Linked DNA regions of Mus musculus: region 2 is linked to region 1. Evidence: chromatin contacts called from public HiChIP or PLAC-seq data. All regions are on one chromosome and are shown on one strand. Each heading gives the region's core, a stretch centred on a gene start, on an enhancer-like site or on the middle of the called end of the contact. The rest is flanking DNA. Distances are from core to core; before and after follow the strand shown.

Evidence for each region. HiChIP or PLAC-seq counts read pairs in DNA pulled down with a chosen protein or histone mark.
Region 2: a contact with region 1 is called in a RAD21 HiChIP or PLAC-seq map of pro-B cells, with 60 times the contacts expected there. The contact joins two enhancer-like sites. A contact is called at or near these places in 1 of 15 datasets of contacts at CTCF or cohesin (pro-B cells) and 3 of 484 Hi-C or Micro-C datasets (all in cortical neurons).

What each region holds. Positions count from the first base shown.
Region 1 is chr4:6,557,697-6,565,528 of GRCm38.p6, forward strand. No RefSeq gene overlaps it. Among named protein-coding and RNA genes, the nearest start is that of Gm22473, 73 kb to the right of the region's middle. Within about 2 kb of position 4,090, at least 7 of the 459 cell types and tissues checked have an H3K27ac peak or open chromatin away from gene starts, as enhancers often do. A contact at or near this core is called in pro-B cells, where this site is marked.
Region 2 is chr4:7,975,265-7,983,096 of GRCm38.p6, forward strand. No RefSeq gene overlaps it. Among named protein-coding and RNA genes, the nearest start is that of Gm23860, 160 kb to the left of the region's middle. Within about 2 kb of position 2,602, at least 17 of the 459 cell types and tissues checked have an H3K27ac peak or open chromatin away from gene starts, as enhancers often do. A contact at or near this core is called in pro-B cells, where this site is marked.

The DNA.
Region 1 (7,832 bases), core at 2,840-5,339:
AAAACAAATAGAAATTACTGAATTAATCATTCCTAGGGAAATTATTAGAATTAATTAATAAACATAACATTTAGCTATATTATCAATGCACAGAAATCAGACATACTTTTATATATCCTCTACAATTAGTTAGAAAGTGAAAACATAGAAGTTGACATTTATCATAAGGTTTTTTAAAAAGCTGAGATCTTTTTTTATTCTTTTATAATCTTTATTAATTTGATTTTCTATATATAACTTTGCAAACTAAGCCAACTATAGAAATTCTTCACATTTTATTTCTTATTTATTTATTTATTATTAGATTTTTTGGGGGAGTTGTTTGTTTGTTTGTTTGTTTGGTGTTTCGAGACAGGGTTTCTCTGTATAGCCCTGGCTGTCCTGGAACTCACTTTGTAGACCAGGCTGGCCTCGAACTCGGAAATCTGCCTGCCTCTGCCTCCAAAGTGCTGGGATTAAAGGCGTGCGCCACCACGCCTGGCTAGATATTTTCTTTATATACATTTCAAATGCTATCCCGAAAGTTCCCTATACCCTCCCTCTGCCCTGCTCCCCTACCCACCCACTCCCACTTCTTGGCCCTGGCATTCACCTGTACTGGGGCAATAAAGTTTGCAATACCAAGGGGTCTCTCTTCCCAGTGATGGCTGACTAGGTCATCTTCTGCTACATATGTAGCTAGAGATATGAGCTCTAGGGATACTGGTTAGTTCATATTTTTGTTCCACCTGTAGGGTTGCAGACCTCATTCAGCTCATTGGGTAAAACCTGAGATCTTAAAGATCGGATGTAAAAGCTTGTTGAATCATAACAGAGAAAGCCATAAAATTGTAGCAAGGAACATTATCCCAAATTAAGTGGAGATACATCTTGAGCAGGGATGGGAAATGTCCAAGTTGATCTACAGGTTCAGTGTAGTCCAAGTCAATGTAATATTTTTCTTTTAATGGAAACTATATATACTGATTATAATCTTAGTTTGAAAGTGTAAAACACTAACTTAGCTGTGATCTTTAGTAAAAATCAATACAGATAGTCATGATATCAAGACTCACTCTTAAGACCCCACGAAAAGGACAGTGCATAGGCACAGACTAGTGGAACAAGACAGAGATTTTGGAAACAAATCCCATTTATATTTAAGGTTCTGTATAAGAGCAAAGACACTGAGTTACAGGGAATGTGGATGCTTGCTTTCAAACTGATCACTGACAAGAGACTTGGCAGTGACTCTTGTACCTTCAGTAACATGAATTCCAGGTAGATTGTAGTTATATAGATGAAAGACCAAATCAGTAATTATAAGATTATGAAGCTTAGACTGTAGTACAAGAAGATATCTTCATATTGATGGGAATTCTTAAAATGAAATATGAGTCACCAACTCGAAAGCAGAGTTACAGATTTGACTTCAGTGAAATTAGGAAGTTGCAATCATCAAAAACATCTAGAAAGCAAGTAGAAAGGTAAGGCAGGACATGGGAGATACCTGTGGCAACTGCAGATGACGAAGCTCATGTCCAGACCAAAAGGATATCTCCTGATACTTATATGAAGTACACAGCCCATCTGAAACTACTTTCTTTTAAAAACAAAAATTAGGTCTTCAAACATATGAAAACATGCTTACTTCATTGGTCAGGATTGTCTACAGTGACAGCTTATGGAATGAATCTCATTATATAGACAGAAAGGGTGTTTATTAGAATGACTTAGAGACTACAGTCCAGCTAACCCAACACTGGATTACTGTGAATGGAAAGTCGAGGAATCCAGTAGTTTCTCAGTCCATGAGGCTAGGTGTCTCAGCTGGTCTTCAGTGTATGCTAGAATCCTGAAGAAGTAGGCTCTTCTACCAGTGAAGAAATGGATGGGCTAGTTAGGCAAGGGCAAACAGGTAAAGACCAGCAGTCACTGGGTCTGTCTTGGGCTTCTGAAACTGCAAAAGCCACCTCCAGTGACACACTTTCTCCAACAAGGCCACACACCCTCCAACAAAGTCATACCTTGCAATCTCTTTCAAATAGTGATCACTTCCTAATGGCCAAGCATTTAAATATTTGGGTCTATGGGGGACATTCCTATTCAAACCAACATAATTGGTAATTTGAAATGCAAATGAAAGTAAAAATTAATCAATACTACTAGTGGAGTGTTTAAAGTAAATGAAGGAAAGATGCTTGCATACAGCCAGCATTTTTGGAAAGAAAGTTGTCTATTACTGAGATGTTGGTCATTTTAAATCAATCATATGATATGTAAGTATCATTAAGTATAATGAATGTATTTTTAATTGAACCTTTCATTTTAAAATATTATTTTATCTAGAAAGTATAGCAATAATTTTTCTAGGGCCCGCAATGGAGGAACTAGAGAAAGCACCCAAGGAACTAAAGGGAACTGCAACCCTATAGGTGGAACAACAATATGAACTAAGCAGTACCCCGGAGCTCTTGTCTCTAGCTGCATATGTATCAAAAGATGGCCTAGTCGGCCATCACTGCAAAGAGAGGCCCATTGGACTTGCAAACTTTATATGCCCCAGTACAGGGGAACGCCAGGGCCAAAAAGGGGGAGTGGGTGGGTAGGGGAGTGGGGGGTGGTGGGTATGGGGGACTTTTGGTATAGCATTGGAAATGTAAATGAGCTAAATACCTAATAAAAAATGGAAAAAGTAGAGAGAATAAATAAGAGGCCACAAAAGTACTTTACTCAAATAAATATAATCGTTTTATATCTATAAAATATAAATATTCATATTAATAATTAATATAATAATTTTAAATAAAATATTTCCATATTTTATTTTAAAAAAAGACTTCAAAATAAATATGGCATACCACCAAAAAGAAATGAAGAAGAAACCAAGCAATACAAATGTTGGGCAGAAAATGGCCTCCCAGGTGCTCTTAAATTTCTGTTAGGAAATGTGAATTTATACACTACTAACACTAGGCTGGAAAAATTAAAAATATGTGTCCTTTGACAGCTTTCTACATTTTATACCTACTTAAAAGTTTGTGCTAAGTAGTATAATGTCACATGTCAGAAGAGGTTCTTAGAGCATTATCAAAAGTTGCTCACATTGGAAGTACCCACACACCAACCTGTAACAGAATAAATAAGTGATCCTTATAGGGAGTATCTATCTATCTATCTATCTATCTATCTATCTATCTATCTATCTATCAATCATCTATCTATCTATCTATCTATCATCTATCTATCTATCTATCAATCATCTATCTATCTATCTATCTATCTATCTATCTACCATCTATCTATCATCTATCTATCTATCTATTTATAATATATATACATATATTATATACCTTTTCAGGGATAAATGTATATGATATAAATATATCATAAAACTACATTATCCAATGTAGATGAGCCTCAAGATTCTCTAGTTGCCCAGGAAAAAACAGGCTTAGACCACACACGGTCTTTCAAGGTGCACCAAGAGGGGACATGCTCTGTGATCCCATTTCTATAACCTAAAACATCTTATTTACTTAGGATTCCCAGAACCTAATGTCATTACATTGTGAGCAAAGAGAAGAGGGTCACTTTTCGTGTCCTGAGAATGTTGTATTTCAGAACACAGGCATTATCAGTACTTTATAATTATACATTTGTGTATCCATAAAGGGAACATGACAGTCAGTCTTTTGGGACAAATAATAATTTTATAACCTCAAGAAATATCCAACGAAGGTGCACTTAAATACATAGTATTCATGATAGCAGAAACCTGGGTCCTGCTAAACTTCTAGTCATGTTTTTATGACAAGTGTTGGAGACAGAACAATTTTTAATGGAATTTGTTGACAATGACAATCTGCTTCATCAGATTTTGCAGAAAATGTAAGCCAATTTCTTTTATTATTACCATATGGAATGTGAAACTAAAAGTCAAGATTTTTCTGAATTTACTCCATTTTCAGTATATGCTTCCAGGCAGTTAATAGGGGGCCAAGGTAAAGATTTTTTTTAAAAAAACGAAAACAAAAAAATCACTCCCAACAGTGACTTTTCCCCTGATGCCCACTTGGTGGCGCTAAGCTAACGTAGAATGCAGGTCTTCTCTGATACGTTAATAAGCTTTCACTTTATACAGTCCTAGGGAATTGTAAAGGTTTGTTAAGGTTTAGGACTTTAGACATATTCGGTAGGGAAAAGGGTTCAAAACTCTTAAAGAATTATGGTTATTTGTGAAAATTACAAAGAATGTCTTCTAACTCTAGGACCAGCCAAGCTTTCATGTCTTCTTGCCTTGTGTTTCTTTGATGACTTTTATGAGCCCTAGGGAGAGAAATAATTTTGTCTATAAGGTATTGGGGACTTGATGGAAACACAAACCCAAAATTTTCAATGGAATTATAGTGTGTGAGGGATGGGACAAGGCGCGTTTTGCAGCACAGTCCTTCCGAACAGAAACGGAAAGGGTCAGGACCTTTGATCCAGGCATCTGGCCCGGATGCAGTTCTGCAGCCCAGGACTAGGGGTGACAGTAGCATAGATGCTGCTTTCCTTCTTGGAGGAAGCCCCGTTGCTTGCTGTATCAGGGCTGGTCTTGAACTCAAGATATTTCTGCTCCAGGCTCTCATGGCTGGGGTGGCCTTTGCTCACCTCTCTGAACAGAATGAGGCCCTTTTCTAGGGCTTTTCAGGAGTGAGCAAAGGCAAGAGAGTCTAGACTAGGAGGGGTGGAGTGTGGGAATGCAGAAGAGTCTCTAGGATCTCTTTGCTGACAATGGGAGGCATCAAAGTCTTCTGTTTCCACAATACACGGCCTGGTTATTCTGTTTATGAAGATGATGGTATATTGTACACCCATAAATGAATCAAGATTATCTCGTTCTTTTCTTTAAAAAGTTTAGTCTACAGTTATATGTGTATGTGCATGTCTGTGTAAGTATTAGCACTTCTCTGTAGTTCCTTTACATGCCATAAGAAGGTGTCAGATGCCCTGAACTTGATTGTAGGGAGCCTCAAGATATAGGTGCTAGAAACTAGACTTAGGTCTTTAGAAAGCACTTGTGTTTTTTCTTTTTTTGTTTGTTTTTGTTTTTTGTTTTTTATCACTGATCTGTCTTTCCAGCCCCAAGAACATAACATCTTAAATCAGACATCATAGCAGGACATGGGGGCACACATCTCTAATCCCAGAACGTAGAAGGAGGATCTCTGTGAGTTTAAGGCCAGCTTCATTTACATAGCAAGTTCCAGGACAGCCAGGATCACAGCCCCCCTAGAATCATAGAGGGAAGCATTACTGGAGGTGTGGTCTTGTTGGAGTAGGTGTGCCCTTATTGGAGGAAGTGTGTCACTAGGGTGTGGACTTGGGGGGTTCAGAAGCTTAAGCCAGGCCCATTGTCACTTTGTCTTAGTGTAGAATTCTCAGCCCCTGCTCCTGCTCCAGCCCCGTGTCTGCCCCCATGCCATCTTCTCTGTGAGAACAATGAATTAAACCCCTGAAACGTAAGCCAGCCCTGATGAGATGTTTTCCTTTATAAGTGTGGCTGTGGTCATGCTGATTTTTCGCGGAAATAAAACCCTAACTAAGCCACCTTGTCTGGAAAAATAAAATGAAGCAAAATAAAATAAAATATGATGTAAAAATAAAATCGGCAATATATGTGATTTTAAATTCCACTGCTGTAACTTTTATGCCAGTGCTCCACTGTGCTTCGTACTGCCTTCCTCCCTTGTGAAGGTTCCCGGACTCTGCCCACCTATTTCAGATGGTAGTTACTTTCCTCAAGAATGGGGGAAAAATAAAAGTCTTTAAGCTGTGCTGAACCATCTTAAGCAATTTCAGTTGTCTGTCCGTTTTTAAATCCTACCCATAAGAAACAAAAAGAAATATTGTGCTTATGAGAATTTAAAAAATAATTAGATATAGACAAAAACTCTCTCACATAAAACGTGGTTCTTTTTCTAGGCTTATCCTGGTGTTTCTTGAACAGACATCAGTGAATGCTGAAATCAATATGAAATCTAACCTTAACTCATCCAGGAAGTGGTCTGTGAGCTACATTTGTATTTCATGTAAATTTTATAAAATAGAGTAATAAGAAATCATCACAGTGTGTATTTCTTAAAATTCAACAAAATGCAATTGAAAAGCTATGAATCGAAGAGTTTCCATCTTTAATGGTACTCTCGTGATGCAGAAACATCCTTGCAGACAAAATGAAACATTGCCTTTGTAATATACGTCTTCTACACATCTAAAATAAAAACCAATTTTATTAGGCTAGAACATAGAAGAGTTGCTAAGACCTTGTATTTCTTTTTGACCAAGTCTAAAGAGGAAAATATTTTCATGTTTGACTCTAAAGATATTTTCTCTCCACATCTTTTGTTTTGTTTTGTTTTGTATTTTAATAATGCACAGAGGAGAAAAGTCAGGCACTGAGTCTATAACTGAAATTTGAATTTCTGTGTCAAAATTGAAAGATTGAATAAATTGCTCAGAGTGAGTTTAGTGCACAAAGTATTCTCTTGATTTGGTTGCTCATGCCTATCCCAGGGCTTGGACAATGGTAGGTACACTGTGAAGCTCCGAGGGATGAGCTGGCCACCAGACACTGCTTTCTCTGGAGTCCCACACCTACCTCCTTCCTGAGGTAGCTTTCTTAGTACTGGTCTCCATTATCACTCATCAATTGGGGACCAAATATTCAAATATACAAGTTGATAGTGCTATTCTCATTTAAACCACCACATTCCTCTCATTGACCCCTATAGGGTTGTAGCCATATCATAATACAAAATACATTTACAAAATACATCAGTAGAGGATATATATTAACAGTCCAAAGAGGAAGGAAGCAAGCATAGTGAAGAAATCCTGGACCATAGCCAGAATGAAACCCAGCAGAGCACCTCCAAACTCTGCAGTTCTATCTATGTCTGATGTCCATGGGCTTCGATGAGCCTTCCCTGTCAGCTTTACTGTCTGTAGCACACTTCTTTCTCTTGGGCTGGCTCAATACCCTGTATGTAGCTTTCCTTGGCAAGGTATCTTACTGGCATCTCCAAAATATGGGGCTCTCCAATGGAATCCAGGTTTCACCTTTATAGTTTCATGCAACGGCTTCTCTGTTGTTGATGATTTCTTTTGTGAATTAACTTTTTCTTTAATTACTTGGAAGTATAGCTGGGTGAGGTCTTGCCCTGGGGGTACCATATTCAATGTTGAATCAGACCTTTCTCTAAATTTTTTTTATTTCCTTGAGCACAGGACTTGGCTACGTTATATTTCCTGGAGCTTATTTTTCTCCACAAACTGTACATTCGTATTTCTCTTTATATTACTTGAATGAACATTTATATATATTTAAATATATGTAAATATATATAAATATATATGTTCAATATATAAAAATATATTTATATTTATATAAATATATATAAATAGCAACACAATACAGTCAATACTAGCCTGTCTTGAAATCTCTTTCACTGATGAGGTTAACTGAAAATCTATCAATTCAGTCTCAGGCAAATTATTATGACAAGAGCAAAGCAGTCAGATTCTTTGCCAAAATATCACACGAATGTCTTTAGTCCAGCAAATAATATATTTCCCCGTTGAAATCTTTTAATTTCTGTCGTCATACAGTTTTTATTTGGTAGTGAGTTGAGCTTTCATGAATTTGTGTCGTTTCTTCCATTTCTATTGTTGATGTTCAGCTTTCATCCATGAGGGGCAGATAGGATAGAGGTACTACTTCAATTTTTAAAGTATCTGTGAAACTTCCTTTGTGTACTAATACACAATCAACTTTGAAGACAGTGCCATGAGGTGTTAAAATATAT
Region 2 (7,832 bases), core at 1,352-3,851, 1.4 Mb after region 1:
TTATTAATCTTAGTGACTGTGCCTTTGTGATTGTTTTTCTGTCCAGGGAGTTGTCTCCCACACCAGTGCATTTAAAGCTATTCCCTGTTTTCTCTCTTATCAGATTTAGTATATCTGGTTTTATGTTGAGATCTTTCCACTTGGACATGAGTTTTGTAACTTCACTTAATATTTAAAAATTTTAAACTTACCATGTAGAACATAGGAATTTCAGGTCCCTAATGTTGTCTTTTTTTATATACCTTTATAGCTTTATATCATATACCTTTATACCTTTATATTCTAATGTTACATGCACAACAGTATATTATAGTGTATGTGGTGTGTAATGGAAAAGTAGAAGCCAATTGAATTTTGTTCCTTAAACCTTTTAAAGTAATAACCCAAGCCCACACAATGTAATAAAAAAAATTCTTGTTTGACATTATACAGATAGTACATTAAGTTTGAAGAATATTTGAGTAGTTTCTCAGAAATGTAAGGTTTTCTCACCAATATTTATTGCCATCTTGAGGTATGTGAATTCTCTAACTTGTTATGATCTATAAAGGAAATAACACTAAATTTATTTGAGAACCAAATATGTTGATATAAAAGGTAATTTTTCATCTATCATCATTCTCCTGTTATTCTTAAAATATTATATTTTAAGCTTATCTACTTTCACATAGTCCAAGAATAATAGTTTTCTTTGACTGATTGATTATAGGAATCTCACTTACCTACTACACCTGAAGTATGACATTTTAAATTGCATACTCCTTTCATTTACAGTGCTTAAGGAAATTTTTATTTTGTTCTGCAATTTTTCATTTAGAGATGAAACATCATATTTGTATGGATTCCATTGATACCTGTGCAAATCAAGAAGTATTATCACTCTTGGTTCTGCAGCAATGATCTTAGATAGGCAAAGCAAAGGCATACAGAGGAGTTCCTCCCTGGTGTTCCAGGGTAGCATAATGTGAGGATACCTGCTTCCACGGAAAAGAATGAGCTCAGAGGACAATAATCTCTCCTGTTTCAACTCCTTGAACATGGCTTTACTTACTCATCTTTATTTGTCCCTCCTCTTTTCTCATGAAACTGTGAGTTTTGGGAATCCCTAGAGCCCAGTGCTGTCCTTTTGCTAATGTTAAACATTCTCAACTGCTCTTAGCCTCTGCTCCCACTTCCACAGTGACATACTCTGATGCCATGTCCTGCACTTGCTCATAAACTACAGGTCTCTACATTCATTCACTTGTCCGAACCTATATTCATTACCTTTCTTGGTTTTGTGACCAAACCCCTAAGAAAAGCAACTTAAAGAAAGAAGTGTTTGTCTTGGCTTCCTGTTGGGAGATACAGTCCATCACAGTCATGAAATGGTGATACCAATGGCATGAGGCAGGGGGCTACATTTCATCGGTGACCAGGACAAAGAGAAGGGTGAATATTGATAATCAGCTTGCCGTTTCCTTTTTATTCAGTCCATGGAGTGGTGCCACCCATGTTTAAGATAGGTTTTCCCACCTCATTTAACTTGATCTAGGAACTCCTTTGCACTCAGTACTCCACTGTTCTCTCAGAACCCAAACAGAGGCTGAGGTGCAGTAGAACCTCAATGAGGTTTGTTTTGGTTTGTTTTGTTTTGTTTTTGTTTTTTACGCGGTTGCTATACAGCCGATTCTTTCAGGATTCCATAGCTAGCCTTGTGGTTCCAGGATACTCAAGACAGAAGGATGCTTATTTCCTCACTCTAAGTCATCTAATAGTTTCACCTTCCCTGTATCACAGTAACCCTCCCCACATCTGTATCCACACACCTACCATTCACAGGCCCCTTCCGCAGATGAGTCAGTTTTATTGAATAACTTACTGTATTTTCCATGCCTGTACCTCTGCATTGCTTGCCCACAAGGAACTCTGATGGACTCCTCAGTTTTCCATCCCTGAAACTATATACTATGGACAAATTAAGCAGAACCAAGGTTCATTGTGAGTCACTCTTTCAAAGACTACCACCCCACCCCTATTGCTGCTCATCTCATGGTGGCTGACAAGAATATAGTGGGGATAGACTGTCCTAACACCTCTCTTAGGAATGTATCCTCAATAGCCCACCATCTCACTAGGCCCAGCCTTCTTTTTTTAAAAAAAGGGGTTCTACCAGCTCCCAATTGGGTCAGCCTGAAGATTAAGCTTTTAACACATGGACCTTTGGGGGATATTTCAAATTCAAACTGTAATATCTGAAAAATGAGAACCATATTTACACTACCATTTCATTTTCTCTAAGAAATGAAGTGAGCTGTATTTTATTTCATTCTGTTCACCATATGATGAACGTTAGTTTCCAAATATTTGCCTACTAAATAGTAAAGGATCATTTTAGACGTTATACTAATTCCAAATTGATCTGTGGCTATGGCTGGCATAGGTACATCCATTTATATAAACTGTAGTTTCTTTACCTATGGTCCAAATACTATAAGATTTGAGATAGGACGTAAGATAAATGGCTAGCATGCCAGCAACCTGAACAAGAATACAATAATTAAGCTGCAAGACTGACTGGTGCCCTCTCACCCACTTCCTTTCTGACAGAAGTCTAGTAGCGCCCCATGCAGTTAACTTCCTCTCCTCTCGTGGTTGTTGCAGCGGGATGGAGATCGCATGTCATTCATAACAAAAGCTTCACTGGGGAAAACAGAACATCCCAGCAATTGTTAACACAGAGTGTTTAAAACAAAACACAGTTAACACTATTTTTGTCTAATAAAATTCTACCTCTGTCAAACAAGGAAGAAGGCATGTGCCAAGAACTACATACCCTGCCACTTTTACTTTTATGATTTTGGAAGCCATTAAGTAACTAGGAAAAAAAAAATGTGAAATGTAGCCAAGTAGGAGAGAAAGGGGTCTCTGTGTCTTTAAGCCAGGAAGAAAAATGAAGGCCAATCATTCTGAATGTGTTGCTTTAGTCATCTGGTTTCATTCTATTAATGACCTTTAACATCTGCAAAAATATTGTGAAAAGCTAATTTTGTTTGTACTGAGGTGGTGCAGAACAGTTTCTGGCTGTCACTCTAGGGTATGCTATAAAATAAAATTGTCATTCTGGGAGTTTGACAAAAGCCTACTGTATAGATTCAGTTTATTTACAACATCCAGAAATGAAAAGAAAACAGAATTTTACAACACTCCAGCATTCGGAAAATGAATAGTGTGTGTATATGTGTGTGTGTGCTTGTGTGTGTGTGTGTGTGTGTGTGTGTGTCTGTGTGTGTGTGTGTGTGTGTGTGTGTGTGTGTTTGTGTATGTCTGTGTCTGTTTTCCATACCACATACAAATATATACAAATACCTTCCCATGGCCAAGGTTGTTTTTTTTAAATGGTTCAAGTCATATAACAGAAATTTTAACCAGCAAAACTTCGTAATCCATGCTGTGCTGTTAAAATGTGAGTATCTTCAGCAAAGCAGGTTAGATTTTCTTTAGGACCTCAAGAAAGGAAAAATAGCCTCCTTTCCTCATTCCAACAAACTTTATGCTTCCATTAATTAAATAGGAATCTTAGAGAAAAAGGCAGTGCCCTAAAATCATGCCAAGACGCCATGTAAAAGAATAAATGTGGTCATACTGGCTTCGTCTTTCGTATTCACCTATTGTAGGGTCCAATTTTGTGATTGATTTGCTGACTCTACTACACAATTTTTTTCAGGTTTAAAGAATGAGGGGTTTCCTATGCAGAAGTTGGAGAGCATCATGTGCTCAACTCAGATAGCAAAACACAAATTCCGAACCAGGGCCTCATGGGTAAACCCTTGCATCCACTTAGACAAAGCTCACATCTAATAATTAAGCTTCCTGATAACACATCAACTATAAGGCCAAACACTGAGTCATGATGACTTCTAAGGAAAGGTGCCTACTGCCTTCAACATCAGCAAACTATTTCGACAAAGGATGACTTTTCAACCATCATCAGACCTCAGCTTACAAGATTCTTCTTTGCTTTTTCCTTGAGGCCACAAAGACTTTTTTCTCTATTTCCTTTTTCTTTATACTTAAAAACAGGATAATATGTCCATTTCTATTAACAGACAGCCTATGGCATGATGTATGACTCACCCACTGCCAAGCGTTGAGCAATTTATAAATAGAAGTATGGGGCAGGTCTGAGGAAGGAAACAAAACCTGAGAAAAGAGACAGATGATAAGTAGAGAGCTACAGGTACTCAGGTATCTTAAAAATGACCAGAGTCCCTAGAAACAATCCCCTCGCTGTCTGGATAACCAATAGTTTGGAATTTAAAATGTGGGCTCACAGGCTTAAGCAGAACTTCCAGCTAGATATCATGGTATCCACAGTGGACATTTTAAGGACCATCAAGGCTCAGCCCTTCACACAATGTGTTTTAGTTTTCGAGTTATTCAGTTTGATGTCTAATTCTATCTCTGAGCACGTCGTCATATTCCTCTCCCAGCATCCTGTCTGAGCCCCCAAAGCATTGGGAAGGAAAGAGCAAACTCTTCCCACCTACACTCAATCGCCTTCTGCTCGCCAGTCTTCAGTCAGCCTCACTCGGGATTCTAACTAATTGTAATAGAGGAAGCTTTCCTCAATGGTGCTGAACCAGATCCGCTAATGTAGAATTCTGTGCCTGGCTGGGAAGGGACAGTAATCTGTCAGCAGCCTTCAAGGCAGTTAACATCCGCTCGTGATGAATAAAGCTTCGTTTTAACCTTCCCTTTCTGGTGGCTGCTTCTTCCCCAACTCTGTTATCATAGCTCTGCTCTTCCACATCAGCACAATGAATGAATGAACTTCAGATTGATGTATTTTCTTTTCATCGCCAAATATGTACAGTTCCATAATAGGCCATCTGTCATTTCGTGATTCGATGTAGACTACAGTGCCCTAAAGTTTTGTTGTCATAGCAACCACACCAAAGTCTCCAAAGCAAATGATAATGATTCTTGATCTGACGTTACGCTCAACAAGGGGTATCAGTTAAATTTCAGTGAGATTTGAGTTTTTAATCATGTGTCCTGCTTAGGATTAATGCTTAACCTGTACAATTCAAACTTCCACCAACCTCATTATAATATTATTTTCAAGAAAAGAACAAGAGTCTCCTATAAGCTGGGATTTTTTTTTTCATGCTTTAGATCATTCAGAGGGAAAGCAAGTCTCCATTTGAATTCTAGAGAGATGCTCAGAGGTAGCAATCAAACCTTCCTTTTCACTCTCCTGAAGACCAATTTTAGAAGAACCGAGAAAAAAAAATGAGTTCATTGTTCATATTCTTGTCTGCTATCTCTTCGTATTCCAGTGCCTCTGTGGTACATTATTGCAGGATAAAGAAACCATGAATATATTCGGTGGAGAAGAGAAAAGCAGGGCTTCTAATCTTGATTGACTTCACTTCTTTCTTCACAGACTTTCTTTTGCTTATCTCTAGCTTCGCTCTGCCCCACAGGCAGAGGCATGACGTGATTTCTGTTGTCTTTACTTTCAGGGGTTCTCTATTTGCACAGAAGGTATGTCTGCATGGCTCTGAGTTCTACTAGCTCCTCTACTTTACAAATAACCCTTCATAGAACATCTTTATATTATTCACTTTGGATACTGTTATCAAGTATAATTAACAGTTCCAGAATACAAAATCTGTATCAAAAGCAATTTATACCAATTTCATATTTTTCCCCAATGGAGTTTAACTCTGCAGTTCAGGCTGGCCTGTAACTTGCTATGAAGCCTTGGCTGGGCTTTTCTGGTTCTTCTGCCTTAGCATCCCTTGTGTTGTGATTGGTTACAGACAGGTGCCACCGTTCCAGGGTTTCATAACAATCCCTGTTTCTGCTCTCCAGTGGCTGCCGTGTGACTGCTATGATTTCAGGCCAAACACCACCCATCTAGGTGATTTGAAAATCTGAATCCCTCATGTGTTCTGCTGTTGCTCATGTATTCTTTTCTCTTCCTGTCTCTCTCAACTAAAAGAACAAAGTGGTTTTGGTATTTCCTCTTCTACTAGCTTTGTAAATATCCTATTTAAGAAATCCTTCACCAGCAATGGAGGAGTGTTCCTCTTCCTTCACATCCTCGCCAGCATCTGCTGTCACCTGAATTTTTGATCTTAGCCATTTTGACTGCTGTGAGGTGGAATCTCAGGGTTGTTTTCATTTGCATTTCCCTGATGGTTAAGGATGTTGAATATTTTTTTCAGGTGCTTCTCAGCCATTCAGTATTCCTCAGTTGAGAATTCTTTGTTTAGCTCTGTGCCACTCTGGAAATCAGTTTGGCTGTTCCTCAGAAAATTGGACATAGTACTACCAGAAGATCCAGCAACACCACTACTGGCCATATACCAAGAAGATGCTCCAACTTGTAATAAGGACTCATGCTCTACTATGCTCATAGCAGCCTTATTTATAATAGCCAGAAGCTGGAAAGAACCCAGATGTCCCTCAACAAAGGAATAGATACAGAAAATGTAGTACATTTACACAATGGAGTACTACTACTCAGTTATTAAAAACAACGAGTTTATGAAATTCTTTGGCAAGTAGATGGATCTGGAGTATATCATCCTGAGTGAGGTAACCCATTCACAAAGAACACACATGATATGCACTCACTGATAAGTAGATATTAGCCCAGAAACTCAGAATACCCAAGATACAATTTGCAAAACACATGAAACTCAAAAAGAAGGAAAACCAAAGTGTAGGTTATTCATTCCTTCTTAGAATGGAGAACAAAATACCCTTGGAAGGATTTACAGAGACAAAGTTTGGAGCTGAGACTGAAGGAAGGACCATCCAGAGACTGCCCCATCTGGGGACCCATCCCATAAACAACGAACAAACCCAGACACTATTGCATATGCCAGCAAGATTTTGCTGACAGGACCCTGATATAGCTGTCTCTGTGAGGCTATGCCAGTACCTGGCAAATACAGAAGTAGATGCTCACAGTCATCTATTGGATGGAGCACAGGGTCCCCGCTGAAAGAGCTAGAGAAAGTACCCAAGGAGCTAAAGGGGTCTGCAAACCTATAGTAGGAGCAACAATATGAACTAACCAGTACACCCAGAGCTCCCTAGGACTAAACCACCAATCAAAGAAAACACATGGTGTGTCTCTAGCTGCATATGTAACAGACGATGGCCTAGTTGGCCATCAATGGGAGGAGAGGCCCTTGGTCTTACAAAGATTCTATACCCCAGTATAGGGGAATGCCAGGGCCAGGAAGCAGGAGTGGGTGTTATGGAGAGCAGGGGGAGGGGGGAGGGGGAGGGGATTTTCTTCAGAGAGGCAACTAGGAAAGGGGATAGCATTTGAAATGTAAATGAAGAAAATATCTAAGTAAAAAAATTCAAATTCAAAAGAAAGAAAGAAAGAAAGAAAGAAAGAGAGAGAGAGAGAGAGAGAGAGAGAGAGAGAGAAAGAAAGAAAGAAAGAAAGAAAGAAAGAAAGAAAGAAAGAAAGAAAGAAAGAAATCCATCCCTCAAGGGTTCCTGAATCCAAAGGCTTTCTGATGAAAAATGATAGCTTCCAGTGTGTCAGCGTTTGTGCTTCAGGCCATCTCCCTTGGTGACCTGCTACACACAGTCTCCATGGTACTTAGTAAAGTGGAACCCTTCTTATGAAGACATTTTTTCCTATTGTGGTTACCTCATGTTTTCTATATGAGCTAACTATGAAGAGCAAGCCAGTACGCAGCACCCCTCCATGACCTCTGCATCAGCTCCTGCCTCCAGATTATTGTCCTGTTTGAGTTCCAACAACATAGAAGTATAAGCCAAAAGAACTCTTTCCTCTCCAACTTGCTTTTGGTCAT